4 separate regions of the Mus musculus genome follow, and all the other regions are linked to region 2. A link is a contact called in public Hi-C data. All regions are on one chromosome and are shown on one strand. Each heading gives the region's core, a stretch centred on a gene start, on an enhancer-like site or on the middle of the called end of the contact. The rest is flanking DNA. Distances are from core to core; before and after follow the strand shown.

Evidence for each region. Hi-C and Micro-C count contacts between places; a contact is called where the count stands out from the background.
Region 1: a Hi-C map of bone marrow-derived macrophages shows a contact between it and region 2, with 24 read pairs. The contact joins two enhancer-like sites. A contact is called at or near these places in 1 of 15 datasets of contacts at CTCF or cohesin (large pre-B cells), 2 of 484 Hi-C or Micro-C datasets (both in bone marrow-derived macrophages) and 1 of 9 other capture datasets (bone marrow-derived macrophages).
Region 3: a Hi-C map of bone marrow-derived macrophages shows a contact between it and region 2, with 27 read pairs. The contact joins two enhancer-like sites. A contact is called at or near these places in 1 of 15 datasets of contacts at CTCF or cohesin (the NIH/3T3 cell line), 1 of 484 Hi-C or Micro-C datasets (bone marrow-derived macrophages) and 2 of 115 datasets of contacts at active chromatin or transcription factors (DN3 thymocytes and embryonic stem cells).
Region 4: a Hi-C map of bone marrow-derived macrophages shows a contact between it and region 2, with 40 read pairs. The contact joins two enhancer-like sites. A contact is called at or near these places in 2 of 15 datasets of contacts at CTCF or cohesin (the NIH/3T3 cell line and large pre-B cells), 4 of 484 Hi-C or Micro-C datasets (bone marrow-derived macrophages, liver and peritoneal macrophages), 6 of 115 datasets of contacts at active chromatin or transcription factors (bone marrow-derived dendritic cells, bone marrow-derived macrophages, cardiomyocytes and 3 more) and 1 of 9 other capture datasets (bone marrow-derived macrophages).

What each region holds. Positions count from the first base shown.
Region 1 is chr3:109,271,539-109,274,584 of GRCm38.p6, reverse strand. No RefSeq gene overlaps it. Among named protein-coding and RNA genes, the nearest start is that of Vav3, 68 kb to the left of the region's middle. Within about 2 kb of position 1,359, at least 77 of the 459 cell types and tissues checked have an H3K27ac peak or open chromatin away from gene starts, as enhancers often do. A contact at or near this core is called in bone marrow-derived macrophages, where this site is marked.
Region 2 is chr3:109,468,056-109,471,111 of GRCm38.p6, reverse strand. The region is part of intron 2 of Vav3 (vav 3 oncogene); the gene reads right to left. Among named protein-coding and RNA genes, the nearest start is that of Vav3, 130 kb to the right of the region's middle. Within about 2 kb of position 1,486, at least 57 of the 459 cell types and tissues checked have an H3K27ac peak or open chromatin away from gene starts, as enhancers often do. A contact at or near this core is called in the NIH/3T3 cell line and bone marrow-derived macrophages, where this site is marked.
Region 3 is chr3:109,214,811-109,217,810 of GRCm38.p6, reverse strand. No RefSeq gene overlaps it. Among named protein-coding and RNA genes, the nearest start is that of Slc25a24, 93 kb to the right of the region's middle. Within about 2 kb of position 1,275, at least 9 of the 459 cell types and tissues checked have an H3K27ac peak or open chromatin away from gene starts, as enhancers often do. A contact at or near this core is called in bone marrow-derived macrophages, where this site is marked.
Region 4 is chr3:109,253,501-109,256,584 of GRCm38.p6, reverse strand. No RefSeq gene overlaps it. Among named protein-coding and RNA genes, the nearest start is that of Vav3, 86 kb to the left of the region's middle. Within about 2 kb of position 1,459, at least 129 of the 459 cell types and tissues checked have an H3K27ac peak or open chromatin away from gene starts, as enhancers often do. A contact at or near this core is called in the NIH/3T3 cell line and bone marrow-derived macrophages, where this site is marked.

The DNA.
Region 1 (3,046 bases), core at 110-2,609, 200 kb after region 2:
CCCGGTGTATGTGAGAAGGTTCTAGAGCACAGACAAAGCAGCAACTTCTTGCAGGAGTTGTTAGAACAAAAGCACAAAGGCCTGCAGAAAAGAAGAAACTTAAACCGGAGAATAAAGGACAGGCAGAAGTGTCTGAGCAAGCAAAAGATGGGAGCGCATTTATATCACGCTAGCACTTTATCAAGAACATGAGTCCTGAAGCCCAGCCACCACTTACAGTTCCTGGGTTGGTAGGCAAGTTCCCTCTCTTTGGTACTTCAGTTTCCCTATCTGAACATGGCACAGACAACAATGTATTTTGTAAAGTTTCTTGTGAGCATTAAATGCATTATTGTTAAGTGTTGAGAGGAGTGTCAAGTGTAGGAAGGGTTGGATGGCTGCTGCTACTGCTGCTACCAGTACTATTACTACTAATGTTTGGTTATAGTCCAGATTATTCTCATCTGTGGAGTAAATATTTAGTTTTGTGCCTATGATGGGTTCAAGCCTTGCATGACAGTTGAAAACCCCTGCTCTAAAGAAACTGGAGTGCAAACACAGCAACGAGAGGCATGCACATATTAGCGGGCTTCAGTAATTCAGGTGAGCGATGGCATTGCTCCCTGTATTGCAAGTAGAGCACTCAGACCATGTCAATGCTTTTGCAGGATTTATCAGGGAACACTGTTTTATTGCTACTTACAAGAAGAAAGATCTCAGGTCTGCCATGCATATTTAAGTACTGGTGCCAATCAAGCGAGCATCCTTCCTAAGAATGCTTTTTTTTTTTAATGGCTATTTTTTGCCTGGCAATCTTTAAGGAAGGAAGATAGCTTAACACATCAAAGCAGCATCGTTCATTCTGTGTGCGTTGCCCTGGAGTAATCTTCTCCATGAATCTTTCATGAAACAGACTCCCTGCAATGAGAGTGCGGACTGAAGGTCAGAAAGGGTGAGTCACAGCTGATGTTGGAAGACTCATCTGAAACCATTGTTGACATATTCAGATACTGTCTGCAATGGAGACAAAGAATTCCATACCCTGTATAGCAGGGGTCTAGAGAATGAGTTTTAGCAAGACTACTTTACAACAAATCCCCGTGATAGGAGCCAGTACCCCTCTCTGGACTGTATCTCATTTATTACTCAGCTCCCAGCTTTTTATTTCCACCCAATTAATTGTCAGATGATTCTCAGTCATAGCTCAGATTGCTACATACTTCCTCCCACTAGGATTGCACTAACACCACAGAATTTTAGTGAAAAATCTTACAGTTTATGGAAATCCTAGCTAAGCTACTGGTCTGTATTTATGGAATAAGAACAGTGGAAGGTTTCCAAGATGTGAGCTCAAAGAGGGCCAGCTGTTTGCCCCAACACCCCCTAGGATGTGAAAATGCATTCTGAGGGTGAGTCATGGCGACCAGCTGGCTTTGTAGAGCAGTGAGCCTAGAGCCTTGTGAATACATTATTTTTCCACCAGAGCAGATGACAGTTACCTCCCTTTGTTCAGATTTTAAAAGAATAAAAGAGGAAGAGGAAAAGGAAAAGGAAAAGAAAGAGGAAGAAGGAAAATTTTTCATTGTAATCCCACTGACAGAATAAACAAATTTTGTGCTGAATTTGTTAGTGATAAATTAGAATTCTTCTTCCACAACCTTCACCAAAACATTCATGCACTTCTCAAATGTGACCCTAGATGATCACCTTAGACATCCTCTGAAGACTCTTGAGAGATATGCAAATTCCCCAACGATGCCAGTCAATTTGATGTTATCTAACATTCTGTATATTTCTGTCAATCTCCACAGGTAATTCTGGTACAAATTAAAGTGTCAGAGCTATTGCTCCAACTGTGTGAAAATTTATTTTCAAGAGAGTTACATTGAGTTCCAAAAAGCTTAAATCAAATAACCATTTTGTAGGCTCTTCCTATATAAGTCAACTTACCTATTTACAATCCTCTGATGGTTCCTCTAAAGGATAAAATGCAAATTCCTTAGCTTGGTCTAGAAAGACCTTACAAGCTGGTCCTTGTCCAGGTTTACCTCCCTATATCATACACCACACTTATCCAGTTTTACCTCCCTATAGCATACACCACACTGCAGACCCACTGTGTGTATCTTAATTCCATTCTATGTACATGCCTGGTAGACCCCTCTCCTTATATCATAGTCTTTCTCAGTTCTTCCATAGACAATGAATTGCTATAGCCTCAATATTTCTTTTTTTCCATTTTTTATTAGGTATTTAGCTCATTTACATTTCCAATGCTATACCAAAAGTCCCCCATACCCACCCACCCCCACTCCCCTACCCACCCACTCCCCCTTTTTGGCCCTGGCGTTCCCCTGTACTGGGGCATATAAAGTTTGCAAGTCCAATGGGCCTCTCTTTCCAGTGATGGCCGACTAGGCCATCTTTTGATACATATGCAGCTAGAGTCAAGAGCTCCGGGGTACTGGTTAGTTCATAATGTTGTTCCGCCTATAGGGTTGCAGATCCCTTTAGCTCCTTGGCTACTTTCTCTAGCTCCTCCATTGGGAGCCCTGTGATCCATTCATTAGCTGACTGTGAGCATCCACTTCTGTGTTTGCTAGGCCCCAATATGGCTCCTTGATCACATGTCTCCAAGAGAACCCATTAAGTTATTTCATAGTTCCTCCCTCATCTACCTAAAACCTGAAATAAAGACTGAGCAAATCATGAATAAACGTATTCTCTGCTCTATCTTTGTAGTTGCCTGCCCCTGCTATACATTTGACATGTTCATTATAGTTCATACCACTGTCATTCACAGAAAGAGAACCTGCCCATTTATACATCTTACTCTATGGCAGAAACATCTGTGGTCATGGAAAGAGTTCATATGATCAAATTCTTATCAATGAGATGAAAGTCTGTGTGAAGAGATACTTAGCAATAGAAAAACCAAGTACTTCCATCTGGGGAATCATGAGATTTGATTCCATTATGTTTTTAACATTGAGAAAATAAAACCCTAGATCTCAGATTCCTTAACTATAGAATGGGAGGGAGGATGGAAAAACATCTGCCCTATTTG
Region 2 (3,056 bases), core at 237-2,736:
CTCTCCCAGTGCTCATAAAAACAGCAAGAAGCAAGCTGTGCCTACAGTCCCAGCACTGTGGATACAGGAGGAAAGGACTGAGGAAGACAGTGGACATTGACCTCTGGTCTCTGCACATTCTCTCTCTCTCTCTCTCTCTCTCTCTCTCTCTCTCTCTCTCTCTCTCTCTCTCTCTCTCAGTAGAAACCAAAACATATATTTCTCTTTTGGTTAATCATCACCCAGCAAGAACCCATCTGAAGTCTAACATTAACAGGACAAAGGGCTGTGGATGTGACCCATTAATTGGTCCTTGCACAAGCTAGACAAGAACACTAAATACAATCTTCAACATAGGGGTGGGGTCTCAGCCTCTTAAGAACTAGAAAGAGGGTCAGGAAAAAAAAACATAAAAATAAAGGAATTGAAAACACTTGATGAATTAAAAACTAGGAAGAAAAAGGCCACTGAATTCTAAACCCAAGTGCATATCATAAACACTTAAATATCAAAACGTCATCCGATATGGCAACTGTGGTGGTATGAAGATTTCAAGGAGAAACAAACTAAACCCAAGAAAAGGCAGCAAGTGGACATTAATAAAGAACAGGAATGACTTCTGATTCATAAGGCAATCATATTTACCCTCCTCAGCTGATGTCGAAGGGAATTCAAGTCAAAAGTGATCCAAAGGTCACTGACTCCTCGACTATCTTAATGGATAATCTTCAAAATGGGATGCATGGTGAAAACTGGGCTTTCGAGAGAGTACCCTGGCAGCAACCAGCATGGCTGATCCAAGAGGTGAAAGCACCATTTGTAAGAGCAGACAATGATTACTGAGAAGTTTCAAAACCTAAGTATTGATGCTCTAAACTGGTATGATGGTCCCATTCATAGAAAGGAAGCTGTCTAATTTAAGAGTATCTTCATATTACAGTGTATGTTATTCCAGATGATGAATGCAAGAGAGAGTTCCAAAGATTCTGGACCCAAGGAATAAAAAGTGCACCACAATTTTCCTTACATTTGGCATAAGAAGAAATAGCATTCTACTGAAATAAGTGGTAATGGAAGCTTGGTTGGATGCTCCAGTGTCTATCTTTTGCATGTATGCTGTGTGACATGACCAGTTTTGTCTGCATGGGAAAACCCCTATCTTAGAATTGGGAGCCCATCATCCACTCTAACATAGAGCTGCCCATCACTTGCATCTCAGCCTTCACCTCATCCTAGGGCTTGCACACATGACCTATGTTGTGCCACAGGCACCCCACTCCTAGATGCCCACTTAGAAGCTTGTGAAATGAGGAAAAAGGTGTGTTTGTACTCTCACCATAACGATTAACAACATCTCAAGTAAGGGCTCCATGGCAGTGGCTGAAGTCCAGGGCCCTGTCTCAAAGACAGCGTGCCTGGCAGCTCACATGACCAGACAAGCTCCAGGGGCCCCTGCACGCACTGTTCCTGCCTGCCAGGCACCATGGCCCTGGCAGTGACTCAAGGAGTGACTCAGATCCCATTCTTTGACTTACAGCTAGAAATCTGGATTCCTCAAGACATGGATAAGAACAACTTGTAATCCCTCATCAAAACACTTGCTTGAAGATGGGAAATTTGTAATAGAATTCTGCACTATCTACCATCTCTTTATGCTATTAGGAATCTGGAAACAGTATCTCCAAATTCCGGGTCTTGTCAGTAGCCCTCTTAGACCCTTATCTCTTTGCCTAACATAGAAGTAGAATGTTATATCAACAAAAAAAAAAAAAAAAAAAAAAAGAACACAGGTTTTAGAATCTTGTGACTGGGCACTAGAAGAATGACTTCAACATTTCATACTTGAGTGATCTGGGTAAGTTACTTAGCTTATCTGAGCCCATTTCTAACATATGATTTTGAGATATTTAAGCCGATCCTGGGGAAATTGTGAAGTCAAATGAAATCATTGGTGCAAAAATCTTCACCTAGTGTCAAATATGCCTATTGCCAAATATACTCAAGCAAGTATGCATTGGCTTCCTAATTGATAACACTGATAAACACAGGCCATTTGCAGCCTTACATAACCTCAGCCTGGTCCAGTCCTGTTTAGAGTCTTCTTGCTGACCATGATTCTTCCAAGCCCCTGGCACTGTCAAGTGTGTCACTAATAAGTGTCATTTGGGTGCCAGATGGGCCTGCCTGTAGGTGCTTCTTTGGGCTGAATGCTTTTCTTTTAGCTCGATCTTTTGCTTGTTATGAGTCATTGGAACCTTAGCCTGGCACCTCAAGTTTTGACAGTAATATATTCTTGTAGATAATTTGTAAAGTATAGAGAATGCAAGGCAGAGGCAATAACACACACTTTTGACAGCTAAAAGCATCCAAAGGGATGTCTATTCAAACACTCTAATGCCCCAAATGAGCAAAATGAAGTGGAAAGGTACAAAGACAGCCCCCACCCACCTACATCACTATTTCCTATGCCAACCAGGCTGTCACTCAGGACTCACAGATGCTGGCTGCCATCACTCAAGCCACAGTCCTGGCTCTACCCTGAGCCTCATGACTCTAGTATAGCACCTACATGTCCAAAGACTGAAGTGCTACCAGACCCTAGTCTCCAAAGCATGTTCCTCCTGTGACAAGCATCAAATTTTAAGAAGCAAAAGAGCTTTGAGGATGTCCTATGGGATCCTTCCAAGGAAAGGTTCCAGTCCCTCCCTCTAAGAAGCTTACTACTCAATGGGGAGAATAAAGACTGACAGAGTCACGGGAAGCTCCAAAAGGATCCTGGAGTGAGGTACAACTCCAACCACTGCAGCAGAAAGCACTGAAGCCTTTCAGGGATGGTAACGTGTGCATTGGGCATAAAGGGTCATGAAGTTTTCCAAAGAGAGAGAGAGAAGCGTTCCAAAGCACAAAGGCAGGTACATAGAAGAAGCATGGTGCAGACTGGTGCATAGCATGTCTCGCTGGGGACAGAGAGTGGTTATCAGCCATAACAAAGCCCATGTGGCAAAAAGGAAGAAAAGATAAGACACAACACTGAATTAGCAGATTACAGGTAGATTAGGAAAGTCTACCAAGCTGTG
Region 3 (3,000 bases), core at 26-2,525, 250 kb after region 2:
GGCTAATTATGGGATGGATCCCTGGATATGGCAGTCTCTAGATGGACCATCCTTTTGTCTCAGCTCCAAACTTTGTCTCTGTAACTCCTTCCATGGGTGATTGTTTCCAATTCTAAGAATGAGCAAAGTGTCCACACTTTGGTCTTCGTTCTTCTTCAGTTTCATATGTTTTACATATTGTACCTTATATCTCGCTATACTAAGTTTCTGGGTTAATATCCACTTATCAGTGAATACATTTCATTTGAGACAGTTACAAAGTGTGATGGTTTGTATATCCTTGGACCAGGGAGTGGCACCATCTGAAGGTATGGCCTTGTTGGAATAGGTGTGACATGGTTGGAATGGGTGTGTCACTGTAGGTGTGGGTATAAGATCCTCACTCTAGTTGCCTGGAAGTCAGTCTTCCACTAGCAGCCTTTGGATGAAGACATAGAACTCTCAGCTCCTCCTGCGCCATGCCTGCCTGGACTGCCATGCTCCCACCTTGATGATAATGGACTGAACCTCTGAACCTGTAAGCCAGCCCCAATTAAATGTTTTTCTGTTTGTTTGTTTGTTTGTTTGTTTGTTTATAAGACTTGCCTTGGTCATGGTGTCTGTTCACAGTCATAAAACTCTAACTAAAACACAAAGTATTAGTGAAATAATTTTATGCTTGGGAGTCACTGTGGTGAACAACATGAACAACATGAGGTGCTGTATTAAATGGTCATTGAATTGAGAAGATTAAGACCCACTGCTCTAGATCTTGTAGCCTTCTTAAGCATTATTCTGCCTTATGAGGTCCCTGATGCCAAGAGCAGGTGCCATTAATACCCACCAAAATAGCATCCATCCCTCTTGTCAGCATCAGCAAAGCAATCCCCCATGCCAACAACTCTATGCTCATTTGTACTTTATTCACTTGACTGCATATTAGGGGTCCCTGAGGAACTTTGACAACCATGAGTGCTCATGTGCTATCCACAGAGGCTCAGATAGAGTCAGACTGGCTAGGACTAGCATGGCACTTTAAGAAAGCAAACAACAAAAATCCTCACGTGCCATCGAGACTGAAAACACTGAGCAAATACAGTATGCCTATCCATTAAACACATTTTCTCTCTCAAGCCACTATGGTTTAAATGTAAACTAGTCCCCACAAGCTGTTGTGTTTAAACACTGGTGGTGATGCTGTTCAGAGAACTAATGGAATCTTCAGAGATGGATCCTCAATAAAGGAAGTAGGTCACTGGAAGATTGTGAAATTTATAGCCAGCCCACTTCCTGACAGCCTGTGCTTCCAGGAAATGCCAAAATTATACAAACAGTTTCTACCAACTGGCAGCCACTGTGACTCCCCCTCCATGAAATTGTGAGCTAAAATAAATCTTTCTTCCCCTAAGCTACTTCTTGTCTGGAATTTGGTTACAGCAAAGAGACAAGCAAGCACCTGGGAATTCTGGGTCAGTAAATGTCTCCTCTAGTCGTGGCCCACCAATACTCTGGGTTGTTAACATAGGCATCTGCTATTCAATGTTGAATGAATGAGTGATCTCAGATTCCCTTAAGATGTTCAACTTCGGAAAAAGACAGATCTCTCCTTTTCATCCTTCACAATGAGCACTGGATTTATCTTCATGTTCATTGCTACCTGACAGACATGAAATGCCTCCTCAGACTGTTTCTGCCTACTGGCTTCCACTTAGCTTAGCGGGTAACTGGTTCCCTCAGCCAGTCAAGCCACTTGCAAGTCCACATTCAACCTTTATTACCACTCAGGATGTCTTTCTTTAGATCCCCTCCCCACAATCCCTTTTCACCCATCTTCTGCAGCTTGTACTCTCCCCACTCACTTCCTTCCATCTCTTTCTTTCACAGCTGCACCTTTAGACACACTTTCATTCCCAAGCATCATTTTGTCATCTCCTGTCTACTCCTCAACCCACAGCATTCTACTTCCTCACCAATGTGTCACTGGCTTTACCTTACCTGGGGATATCTCTAACCTTTGACTATTGTCATACTTCCTAGTGTAACTTTCTTGAAGTCATTTCCTCTCTCAGCCACACCCCCACAGTTGGCCTCTCATGCCACTAGCCACTGTTTTTCAGTGTCCCCTGCAGACTCCTCCCCTGCCACCAGACTTAAATTGTGTCAGGCTCTAAGGCTCCAGTCTGTTCCCTTGGTTGCATTTAAACTGTTGTAATCCCGCTTATTGCTTCAAGTATTGTTTTTAAGCAGATAATTTCCAAAACTACGTCTTCATCCCAGATCTTTATCCTGAGGTATCAGGTGAATTTAATATGTCATAGTCCTCTCAAATCAAATACATTCAAGATATAACCAGTTGTCTTCTGCATAGTTATCTGACTCGGGGTCCAACCTGTGACTTTAAGAACTCCTGATAGGCTAGGAAAGTGATTCAGGGAACAACATGCTTACCCTGCAAGCGAGAACCAGAGTTCTGATCTGCAGAACCTACAGAAAAGCTGGGAAGTCAGAGTAGTCTTCTGTAATCCCAGGACTGAAGAGCCTAAAGCAAGGTGTCTCCAGGGCAAGCTGGCTAGCTAGACTGCAAAAATTGGTGAGCCTTGCATTCAGCAACATGCCCTGCCTCATTGAACAAAGTAGAGAGAGATCAAGGAAGACCATCCAGGATCAACTTCATGGCTGCACATGCACTCCATGCAAACACACATGTTGTAGATGGGCCTGGTGCTGTTCTTGTGAACCAATCACTTAATGAATAAAGAAGCCAATCACTGGGTGAGTAGGCAGGACATCTGGGTTGGACTGGAAACAAGAGGAAGAGGAGAAAGTTAGGTTCATTTTTGGAATGGGGACAGCAGTAAGATGTAGCTGCTAGAGTTTCCTGGTATCATGGCGAATCTGCAAGGATTCACCACTGGGGGAATCAGATTTTAATAAGGCTTATAAGATTAGGTTTTAGTTGTTGCGCCCAGAGATTGAGTTATCATTGTTTCTGAAATGAGTTTGTGTTGGGTTTTCTTTTAT
Region 4 (3,084 bases), core at 210-2,709, 210 kb after region 2:
CTAGGATAGCTCTGGTGTCTCTGTGTCCTCATTTGTAAAGTGGAGAAAACATCTCTCAAGTCTGTTGCAGATATTAAGGGAGCTAGGACAGTAACAGAGCCTTGTCTGCTGCAGACTAACACTTTGAGACGTGTTAGCTTGTCCGGTCAGAGTTTCCTTATTTATAAGTTAGTGTGTTCAACATTTCTAGCTCCATGGCAGACCTCTCCCAAGTGACTGGGAACATCTTTTCTGAGATGTCTCCAAAGCTCCTCTGTCCCTCTGTGTCCAGCACACAAAGGGATAAGTTGCAATTGTTCCCTAGTCAATCAATCCAGGGGCTCCCCAGTGCTCTCTGCCTTCTTGGACCCCAGCTTCTCCCTCACTGCACAGTCCCTGCTCCAGGCATCCAGGTGAGCATCTACCAAAGCAGTATAGGCCCTTCTCTCACCACCTCACCTGGCACCTCTCCAATCTGATCTCCAGGAGCCATTAACAGTGGTGCTTCCTAAGTCTTCATCATACACATACATGTTTGATGCCAAAATCCTTCAACGGCTTCCACAGACTCCTAGCATAGAGCCTAATACCCTTACCTGCTGGCTTCCTCAGATCTTTCTCTGTCTCCTCGCTCTTTTGAGTCCAGACACATTGGCTTAATTTCAGTCATTTAGCACAACTCAAGCCATCCACCCTAGGAAACCTGTGTACCTTCTGTCTTCCCATCCCCGGTTTTCTTTCTAAGCTAAGTTTGTTGTTAGGTACACTCTGATGTCTCTATATGCCTGTAGGCTAAAAGATCCAAGAGAGCAATGACTTAGGACAGCAAGCAGCCCACGGATAGGGGCTCAGGATTTCTAGAACTATGTATTGAATTGAAGTCGCACATGTGTTTAATACTTCTCTGAGCATTACCTCATTTAGCATTGATGCCAGCCTTAATGTTGTGTGACCTTGTCCCACTTTCATAGGCACATGCTAGGGAGCACAGCAGTTTGTTGCAGATCATAAAGAGGGTGAAAGGGGAAATTGAAGACTAAGCAGCCTAGCTGGAAATCAATCCCCTTCTCAAAGGTGCTTTGCCAACCTCTCCTTAGTCCTGTATTGTTCAAAACCTCTGTCAGGAGCACCCACTAGCTGCACCCAGAAATCGAACTGCTCTGAGTTACAGGCCCAGTGTGTCTGCCTTTACTATCTAACTACTGCTGTCCTCCAGATAGTTCTTCCCCATTCACGCATGTTTGCCTAAGAGAGAGAGAGAGAAAACTCTCTTGGCAAATGGAAAACTAAGCCTCTGCTCATAATTACCCAAGTGCCCAAGACATCTCGCATCTCCCTGCCCTGTCCCCACAAACACTACCCAAGCACTTCCACTTCCCCTTGTCCAAAACCCAGTAAACCACTTCAGCTTGTCAAGCAGTAAGAGGAGGGGATCTGCTCCAAAAGCGGCTGAGGAAGAAATGACGTCTGACAAGAGGCTGATGAGTCATCCTGGGAGCCCTGCAGAGTTTTCCAGAAACCCACTGTCATCACAATGGACCTGATAAGAGAGAGGCAGGGAGGTCAGTCAAGGCAGTACTAGAGTTGTGTGTTCACAAGCAGAAGAATATGGGTATGCCCTAAAAGGGGGGCGCGGGGGTTAGGGGTGTCTCTAGAGCCTGCATGAGGGTAGCCCTACTGAGTTTAGTCTCTGAAGATAAATTTCTGACTTTTGGCCTCCCAAACCATAAAATGATAACTTTGTGTAGCTTAAGCCACTAGGTAGGTGTGTGTGTGTGTGTATTTAGCAATTTGCAACACTAGCCACAGGAAACCAACACATCAGGCTTATCCTCTCTTCCCACTCCATAATCTTTCCATTACCTGAAGCCAACAGGAAGCCAACTGGCTGAGAAGCAAGAGAAGGATCCAGGCAAGTGCGCTCTGCCCTCTGGGACCCCTTTAGTGTGCTGTTGAATCTAGCATGTTCACATTTACAAAGCCCATTTTTCTCAGTCCTATTTTCAAATCCTTTATAGTGTACACACATCTTTTTCCTACGTGTATTCTGATTTAAGTGTGTTTGGGGAGCGGGAAAGAATGACAAATTAAAACCATTTACAGCAACAGGAACATGTGTACAACACTCACTCTCTCCTGATTCATTCAAACTTCATTGCTTGCTTACGCCTTAGAACCAAGAACGGCATGTGGCCAAGAAATACTTGAATGAAATAGTCATATGATTTTATAGATTTGTTTTAATTTTTTTCCTGTTTTATTATCGTATGAATCAAAACAGGTGCCATTAGCTCATCTTTCGCAGTAACAGTGGTAATTCAAACATTCTATAAAATGAAAGCATTTCATCAAGACAAATGCCACCACACTATCACGTGTGTGGCTCCCTTCTCTGAGTCACATCCCATCAATGTGACTTGGCAGCTCATCAGATCCCATCAGCCCAGTGGTTGAAAAAAAAAAAAAAATGGGTCACTGCACCGTGACAAAAGGACAGTCGATGAACATACAAGCAATTAAGAAAAGTTTGAGCCCCAGTGGTCACAAATGCCCAGAGGAAGCTTGTCCTTGAAGTGTGTGGGTGCCAGAGGCAGCACACAGGTCACTAGCAGCCCACCAGGGACACTTTTAAGAATCCAGACAGAAGGAAGTGGCTGAAAGCCACTGCTGAGGAGGACCCGAGGACTGGGGGAGGGGTCACTTTCTGCATTTATTAGCATTTAATTGAAACATTCTGCAGTCTTCTGTCCCAGGACCTTTGCAAAAAGTGGGAAGGGATCTCAACAGAAAAACTCAACAAGTATTCACTAATGAAATTTTATTTTTGCATACTTGTTATGGGAGTAGGTAAGGCTCACATGCTGTGAAGGTAAAATTCTACCGGACATACATACACAAAATACACATGGGGAGTGGTACTCATAAGCAAGCTAGCAGAGAGCTGGTGGTTATGGGAGTTGCATGATGGACCCATAAGAACTCATGTTCTTGTCTTCTTAAAATTTTAACTATGTGTTTTTAAATTTTCCACAAAACAGGTCATGTTGGGCTGGAGAGATGGCTCAGTGGTTAAGAGCACCGCCGACTGCTCTTCTGAAGGTCATG